3 separate regions of the Rattus norvegicus genome follow, and all the other regions are linked to region 1. A link is a contact called in public Hi-C data. All regions are on one chromosome and are shown on one strand. The core of a region is the stretch at or near the end of the contact, and the rest is flanking DNA. Distances in the headings are between cores, read along the strand shown.

What was found. A called contact is a pair of places that touch in the nucleus more often than the background predicts.
Region 2: a Hi-C map of Schwann cells shows a contact between it and region 1, with 5 times the contacts expected there. The contact joins the promoter of Acta2 here to the promoter of Ch25h in region 1. A contact is called at or near these places in 9 of 12 Hi-C or Micro-C datasets (the A7r5 cell line, the Rat2 cell line, Schwann cells and 5 more) and 1 of 1 datasets of contacts at active chromatin or transcription factors (oligodendrocytes).
Region 3: a contact with region 1 is called in a Hi-C map of the A7r5 cell line, with 4 times the contacts expected there. The contact joins the promoter of Ankrd22 here to the promoter of Ch25h in region 1. A contact is called at or near these places in 10 of 12 Hi-C or Micro-C datasets (the A7r5 cell line, the Rat2 cell line, Schwann cells and 6 more).

What each region holds. Positions count from the first base shown.
Region 1 is chr1:241,427,988-241,430,687 of GRCr8, forward strand. It overlaps Ch25h (cholesterol 25-hydroxylase), which reads right to left and starts at 1,379. Exons shown (of 1, transcript NM_001025415.1): 1 at 61-1,379. The coding sequence starts at 1,374. The coding sequence ends at 478.
Region 2 is chr1:241,171,128-241,173,827 of GRCr8, forward strand. Acta2 (actin alpha 2, smooth muscle) reads right to left here and starts at 1,376. Exons shown (of 9, transcript NM_031004.2): 1 at 1,343-1,376.
Region 3 is chr1:241,082,148-241,084,847 of GRCr8, forward strand. It overlaps Ankrd22 (ankyrin repeat domain 22), which reads right to left and starts at 1,433. Exons shown (of 6, transcript NM_001191638.1): 1 at 1,275-1,433. The coding sequence starts at 1,295.

The DNA of each region.
Region 1 (2,700 bases), core at 129-2,628:
CACACACACACAGTTTCTTTTTAGTTTTTATCCAGCGGGTCCATCAGGAGTCAACACTTGTTTAGTTCATGTTCTTTTTATTTTTAAAATACGAATAAAAATTCTTTCAATATAAATATATCATTTTGCTCAAAAATAGAAAAAATATACTATAATCTTGATCACTGCCCAGCAGGAACAAATTTGATTATTTTAAAGAGTCAGACATCAGGTCTTCCATCAACATGCGTGATTAGCCCTGTTCCAGTGCAGTTTCATACATAGGAAAGTCTTGGTTCTACAAACAAACCATTCTAGAGAATGTCTAACTTGTGTCCTGAAGTCAAGGACACTGGGACGAGTTGGAATTTGACATCAAGACCACAATTAAATTCATATATAAACATTATATAAATTACTTTGTCGGGCTGCAGAAACACATTAGATTTTATAGCAGTGTTCATCACTTAAAAATGTACTAACTTCTGAAAAAATAACTCAAGTCTGTTTCTTCTTCTGGTTCAAGTGTACAGTACATTGCTCTCCGGAGTCCAAGCAGCTCTCACTGCCGGCACACAGGCGCTTCGAGTGGGGTGCGCAACGCAGGGTCCCCAGCATTTTGTCCCAGTGTGTGAAGTACGGAGCAAAGTTGCAGTTAAACTGAGAGTGATGCAGGTCGTGGTGAGCCACGCCCCCGTACCAGCCAAACGGCACAAGTCTGTGAGTGGACCACGGAAAGTCGTAACCTGAGTGGTCCTCCACCGACAGCCAGATGTTAACCACGTGAAAGACGAGGATGGTGAGTGGGTGACACTGAAGCATCGCGACGTTCAGCACATCGAAGAAGGTCAGAGAAAGCAGCTCCCAGACGCTCATGTATTGGGTAGCCAACGCGAAGGAGGACGAGTTCTGGTGATGCACCTTGTGGAAGGTGCGGTACAGCCAGGGCACCTTATGGTGCAGCAGATGCCACGCGAAGATCTCGGTGTCGAAGAGCAGCAGGCAGATCAGGACGTGACTCAGGAGCTGGGAGAGCTCGGGGGCCTCCCGCGGCAGCAGCGCGGGGCTGCGCGCCCAGTGCATCAGCGTCACTGGGAACACGAACACCAGGTGCTGGTAGAGTGTCAGCCCCAGGCAGGGCAGAAGCTGCCTTACGGACGGCGAGAAGTCCGGGTGGATCTTGTAGCGTCTCAAGATGGGCACCCAGGGACAGAGGACATCTAGCACCACGAACGGTAGGCAGAAGCCCAGGTAAGTGAAGATAGAAAAGATGACTGGGAAGAAGGGTGAGCGCGCGGACGCCTCTCCCGTCCTTATGCTGTCCCAGAGAGGCTGCAGGAGCAGCTGGTTGGAACAACCAAGGTCTTGGAGCTCCGAAACGTTGTGGCAGGCCATGCTGAGACTGTGTCCCACAGTGGCTGTCTCCCCAGTCCCACCGACTTTTCTAAGGACTGCGGCCCCGCCCCCGGTGACGTCAGCATTCCTTCCCTCCCTTCCCTGCTACAGAATTTTGCTTAAATGACCGAATTATGCCTTTGGTTCCGGTCTATGTCCTGGTTCATAGCTGCATCACATTTCCCCTTAATGCATGCCGCGCTCCTTAAAACCGGTCCCCAGACATAAAGAACTGTTTGCTCGCTTTTCAGAGACAGGAGCCAGCGTTTGATTCTGCCTTGAGACAATTCACCCGCTGTCACCACTACAAACTAATGGGTTCATCACCCTCAGAAAGTGCTGTTTCTCAACCAAAGCAGAATTCCCTGAGTTTTAAAATATCTGCGTTTGGCTGTGTAAAGACTTATTCTACATCTTGGAGTTCTCTGAGTGCGTGCACCTCACCCCACAGTGCTGGTACTGAGTGCGTTGCAAATAGGGATTGGGTCCCTTACGGAGAGGGAACTTGGCATCCTCCTAAAAGGAGCAGTCAGGCTCGCAGCCTTTTGGCGCGGACGCCTCTCTTAAAAGCCCGCGGTGTCCATGGGGCAGCACTGCCAGCCTTTGCCCTGGGGTGGAAAACGAGGATGTTGGGTTTACCACCCACAAAGGGTCACTCCATTGGGCCAAACCTCAAAGGCTGGTGGAGGGAATGATCTATGCACTCCCATAGGCTCCCGGGAGACGGTCCATCTTCCCTGCCTCAACTCCTGGACACCCTCTCAGGCACCAGGACTGAGTAGCCAGGGCTGAGCACAGGAGGTCAGTACTGTAGCCAGGGAGAGTCCCCTAGAGAGCCCAGCACAGAAATCAGTCCCGTGTGACCCACACGTGGCACACAGGGGACTCCAGAGGAAAGCCAGGGGCCGTTCTCCCATTGTTTCCTTCTTGTATTTGTGTCTGTACAGCTTTTCATCTCTGCTGGAAGCTGACATAGTCTTATGCAAGCTTGTGTTTCTCTTGTTCTTTTCCAAGGCAAACAATGAAAGAGTGGCTTTAGAGGCTTGCTGGGAGCCCTGAAAACAAAAAGGGGGAGGTGGACTGTAACTTCTGCTTGCTCCCTGCCAGGCACAAGCCAAGACTGTTACTTGTGATTCACAATCATCAAGAGCTGGCTCCCACATTTGTCAGGAAGGAGGCAGTGACCCCATCACTGTGGTTCCACAGCTCTCCATCTAAGGGCTTAGCACATACAACCAAAGGAAATAAGACACGATCATTTTAACTTTGTACTTCACAGGTTACCACTAAGATAAATTCAAATAAGACGGGTTTTTTTTTGCATGA
Region 2 (2,700 bases), core at 126-2,625, 260 kb before region 1:
GCTGTCCACACATAGCATCCGGGCTGCAAATGAGATAAACCACTCGGAATTAGGATGCCCTTTGAAAACGGGGAAGGATAACCCACATAAACTGTTGGGCAGGATGACTTAAGGTTGTGCCTTAGTATATTCAGAGAAATAAGCTTCCTAGTTTTTTTTTTAAATGCAAGTAAAAATCACTAATTCAGTAAAGACGTATTTCTACTTCATCCAAAATATCCAGAAAATATGTCTTAATAAGCTTTGAAAGGAGCGTCGTCACTAGAGAAGACGTCGGTGTGTTTCCAGAGGAAACTGCCGCTGTGGTTTGCAACTCTTATCTAACCTGAAGGAGCAGCTCAGTTTGAAGCAGGGAGCATTTCCTAATTAGGTAAAACACACTGGGCTCCAGCGTCCGCTTTTGGAACTGCACCCGAGGCCGGGGAGTTTGGTGCAGCACAGTGGAGCTCATCTTGTGCCAAAAATGAATTGTAAGAGGGGAGGGGAGGGAGGAGGAAAGGACAGTAACCTTCCCAGTTTGTGAGTCTCAAAACGCAAACCATATTTAGTCATGAATCACAAAATGGGAGGAAAATCTTATCGAGAAAACTCCGTTCCCTGCAGAAGCTACCAAGTCCTGAGTGGGGTGGCTCCACAGAGACTCTGCCTAAGGGGCCAGAGGGACACTTGAGGCAGAGAAACGCAAATCAGATCTCCCCGAATGAGACACTTCCTCATTTCCATTTCTTTGCAGAGAGTAGAGGAGCTATGCTTTGCTGCAAATGACCAATGACATAGGTTTGAATCGTAAGGGCACAAGATATACATGTCTACTGTTAGAGCCCCGGAAACCCAGAGGCAACGCAGTCCACTCAGCCAAAACCAGAGCGCAGGCAACCGCGCCAGTTCACTCCTGACATCCACTTCCAGTTAACCCGGCTGTACTCGGTCAGATGGAAAGTCCTCACACTAAGTCTGAACCATAGACAAATCCAAAAGTGTCCAACACCTAAGTAGAAACAAATGTATAATTTACCATAGATGGCTGGACTTCTCCCCTACAGTAGGCTGCGGGATCCGAGCAGTTGGTTTAGTGTAAACAGATTTCACAGATGCCACGCATGAACAAACTTTAATTTCCTCTCCATCTCCTTTGCCAGTAAACCACGATTCATTTTTAGTCCCGTTTAGATACGAAATCATGCAAGCTAAGGAGCTACAATCATTTTAACAGCATAAATCTTTATTCAAAAATTCAAAACATGTGAGTCATTCAGATTACTACAGACAACGTCTGGTTCCACTGGATGATTAAAAAGCCTGGGAAAACTCTAAGTCACATCCCTGGGCTGGGGCCACTTACCCTGATGGCGACTGGCTGGGCTTCTCCACTCTGGGTGGGTGGTGTCTGGGGAGGCTGAATGCTGAAGGGTTATATAGCCCCCTGGTCTGATCCCCTCCCACTCGCTTCCCAAACAAGGAGCAAAGACAGGCTGAAGCTGGCCGTTCACTCTAACACAACCATATAGGGACCTCAGCACAAAACTCTCTAATCTGGGTGGCCAGAGGCCTGGGTCTCTTCCACTGCATTCCTCTGCTCTGCTCTCGAAACAGGAGGCAGTTCAGCTGCTTATGGGGATAAACATCCTGAGCCCTCAGAACAACTGCTCAAATGCCCAGACACTGGGCTAGTGCCATGGAGCAGACGCAGGCATGGTTTGCACATTCCTCAGAAGATGCCAGCTCTTCCTGTCAGGCTAGCCTTTGGGTCCATTAGCTAAGGGCTTGAGATGAGGAAGGGCCTGTCTCTGACTAGCTGGGACTTTAAGGCAACACTGTTGCAAAAGGTAGCCTATAACAAAAGATGCTTGGGTCACCTGCGAATCTGCAGAGGAGTGATCATTTTATGGAAGCCACATTGTATGTAGTCTGGAGTCTGTGTGTAGTATCAATGAAGTCTGTATGTATTACATATGGAAGTATGTAATCAGGATTCACCAGCCTATGTTACCCTAAGAGGAACTTAGAAGTCAGAATCACTGTAACTGCGTTAACCCTTAGGTACAGTCCACGTGCATGTTGTTGGTTTATCGCTGACCCTTGATATCATGCTTAAGGACCGTCTTTTGGCCACAGAGATGACCCATTGCCCCGTCATAAAAAAAATTGTAAAAGAAGTTTGAAATGTTGAAATGAAGCCTGCTCATCCTCCTCCGTGTCTATGAGCCCACTGGACAGAAAGAGCGATCAAGTGACCCTGCCATTCTTCAAAGACATCATCAGCTCTTTGGCTTCAATGGACAGTCAACGACTTTACCTTTCTCTACTTCCCTCCTGCAAGCCAAGGTTCTGATTCAATTCATGATGGAGATATTTTAGACGGATTCCATAAGTGGCTCTGAACTGTTGGCATGTCAGGGAAAGCCCAGGGTGAATGCCAGCAGCTGTCTACTCACGCTACCATGTCTCATGCTCTTGATTAATGGTGTCCACCTGCACCCAGGCACGCATAGCTGTCTTTGAGAATTACACCGTTGACTCTTAGAAGAGTCTAATGGTTGCTAAATAATAATGGGGTTTCTTTGTGTTGCTTAAGAGTTTTCTACTCTGTATCTGGTTTCACCAACTAAGAAATACATTGTCTGATCACTCAAATACAGAGACTGCATTTTGTGAGGCAGAATGGGACATTTATGATTAATGCAACCGGTTTTATCATAG
Region 3 (2,700 bases), core at 183-2,682, 350 kb before region 1:
TTTTGTGGACCCTACGTGAGCTGAGTGAGAACTCTGGAGTGAGTGTCCCAGAAACCTCACTATGAATGAGCTTTTCTCCCTGACACTTAGAAAATTTACTCGAGTAGAATGTTAATACATTATACATTTTCTAGAGTAGAATGTTAATACATTGTACGTTTTGCCATCCTCGTAAGTCCGTGACTTCTTGGTGAGATCAAAATCCCAGAGAGAGATATTCCCAGGGTGGTGAAATAAGCAGGAAAAGCATTTAGTAAAGAAACATGCACACTTATGCAGACACGCACAAACTCATGCTCGCACATGTGCACTTGAGGTAGGTGCCAAAGAATTACCTTTCATGCTAGCAGATCAAAATCAATGAGGCTCCGTGAGCTTAGAGAATGGAATGCCGGTTAGCAAGTTAATTGTGTCAGATAAGGAGTAAGTCATGAATAATAATAATAATAATAATAATATAGGAAGAAGGAGAAGGACAAGAGAAGGAGAAGAGAAGGAGAAGGAGAAGGAAATAATAATAATAATAATAATAATAATAATAATAACAGGAAGAAGGAGAAGAAGGAGGAGGAGGAAGAGGAGGAGAAGGAGAAGAGAAGGAGAAGGAGAAGGAGAACTATCACAACATTACTGTGCCTCTGATACTCTTATTCAAATATTACCCTTTGAAACATTGAAAAATGTATTTGACTGTAGTAAGCTACTTTCAATGTAGAAAAATGTCCTGTCGGCTATCAAAAGGAAATAGTCCAAATATCAGAACTGTACTGCCAGTCATCGTTTCTAGACGGTGATAACCCGTATTAATAATTGCCAGAGGTGAACTTCCTTCCACATACCCAGCTTCAAGGTGTTGTTCTATTCATGGGTTCCGTGAGAAGCCTGCCCATTGTTTGGCTTTTTAGAAAAGCCAATTAGGTGTGAGTGTCTCTTGCCCTTACGGATTTCACTGAGACACAACATAGTTGCAACTCCATTTTTCAAGGTTCACATCACCCCTGCAATTAGGATGTCAGAAAATATAAATCCCATCATGCTCAACTTAGGTCTAGCTAAAACTTAGTATTTCAGTCTAACTTTTGTTAAGATAGTAAAACAAACCAAAAAAAAAAAAAAATCCTAGCACATCGGATCTTTCCTGACTTAATACTCACTAGGAACACTAAACAGAATTGAAAATAAGCCATGGTAACAGGGATAGACAATTATACATGGAAAAAAACAAGAGAAATTTTTAGCAACTTTGGATTCCTAAGTTCAGAAATATGACATACCTCAGAATATAGGATTCCCATCCGGTCCTTCTTGCGTTTGTGCCCTCTCTACAAGGCAGTAGTGAATCTTCTAGAGGCGTTTCTAATTAATATTAAATTTCTTCCTGGAAAGAAAGGTCCCTGGAAGTCCAAGCTAGTGGCGAGCCCTCTCTTCCCACACCTGAGAGTGCTTTCCCAGCAGTCGGTGACAGCAACACACCTTGCGTAGAGAGAGGGCTGTGAAGCTAAGGCATTGGCTTACAGGTAATGATCCCAGAGCTGTATCATTGTTACAGCCAGGGGAACCGGTTTCTGAGTCACAAATGCTCTGCCCATGGAGGCAGCCAGTAAAGAAGGAAGCACAGGTGGGAGGGGGAACTTCTTAGGCCAGCAGGAAGAGTTCAAAACAGGACACCGCATTTACACAATTTCTTAATTGAAATCCAGCATTCAATGTCCATTACCGTCCACCAACTCCTCAGTGAGAGTCATAGGGTCTAGTTAGGTAAATAATCCTCAAAGTCCTCCAAAGTTCTTGCTAGCAATACTTTCCCCCCAGACACTTAAAGAGCCCTATAAGCTAATAAATTAAACTTTACTTAATAGTTTTTAATTTTAATTGACATGTGGTAATTACACGCATCTATACAGTACTATGTGATAATTCAAGAAGTATTATATATAATGGTCAAGTAAAAGTAATTAGTATTTCCACGTGTTTTAATGTAATTCCTCTGAGAACCTTCAAAGTCCTCTCTCACACTTTATTAAAAAAAGAAAAAATGCATACTAGGTCACTCTGAGGAGCTGGGGAACACCAAGCCTGGCTCCCCCTATATCTGTTGTGGTATCTGTGACCCAGCCTCCTCCACTGCCACTAACACCATCTGTGCCTGCAGTCCTCGATACTCTACTCTTACATGGTGCTGTAAGAGACCAGCCAGAACTCTGCTCAAAGATCTTTTGTCATGTGTGAAACTTTTTTTTTTCAGACTGTGCCTTGCCCTGGACAGACTTCAGTTTACATACACATTGGTCACGGTGAACCAGGACTGCAGAAGCACCTGGGCATATTAAGATCACCACAGGAGGAGTAGGTTGAGAACTTAGCAGACAAACTGAGGGATGAATATTATGTTCTCACCTGGTGATGCCTCACAGAGCATTCATCCCACCTCCTGCCCTGTTTATGAAGAGACCAATGGAAAGAGAACTCATGGTTGTTCCCCGGGACTTCAACTCAGCTCACACCCTGTGACTGATGCAGACAACCTCACATTTCTATCCACTCATCTCCCTGTCATTAGAAAGGGCCCGATCCTATCTTTTGCTCTCCCGACTCTGTGGTCCAGGTCTCATCTCTGAAACCCCAATCTTCCCCCGTAGCCTATGTCTACCACCACCACAGGGTCTCCGGGAGACACTGGTTCCTTATCCCGGTATAGAC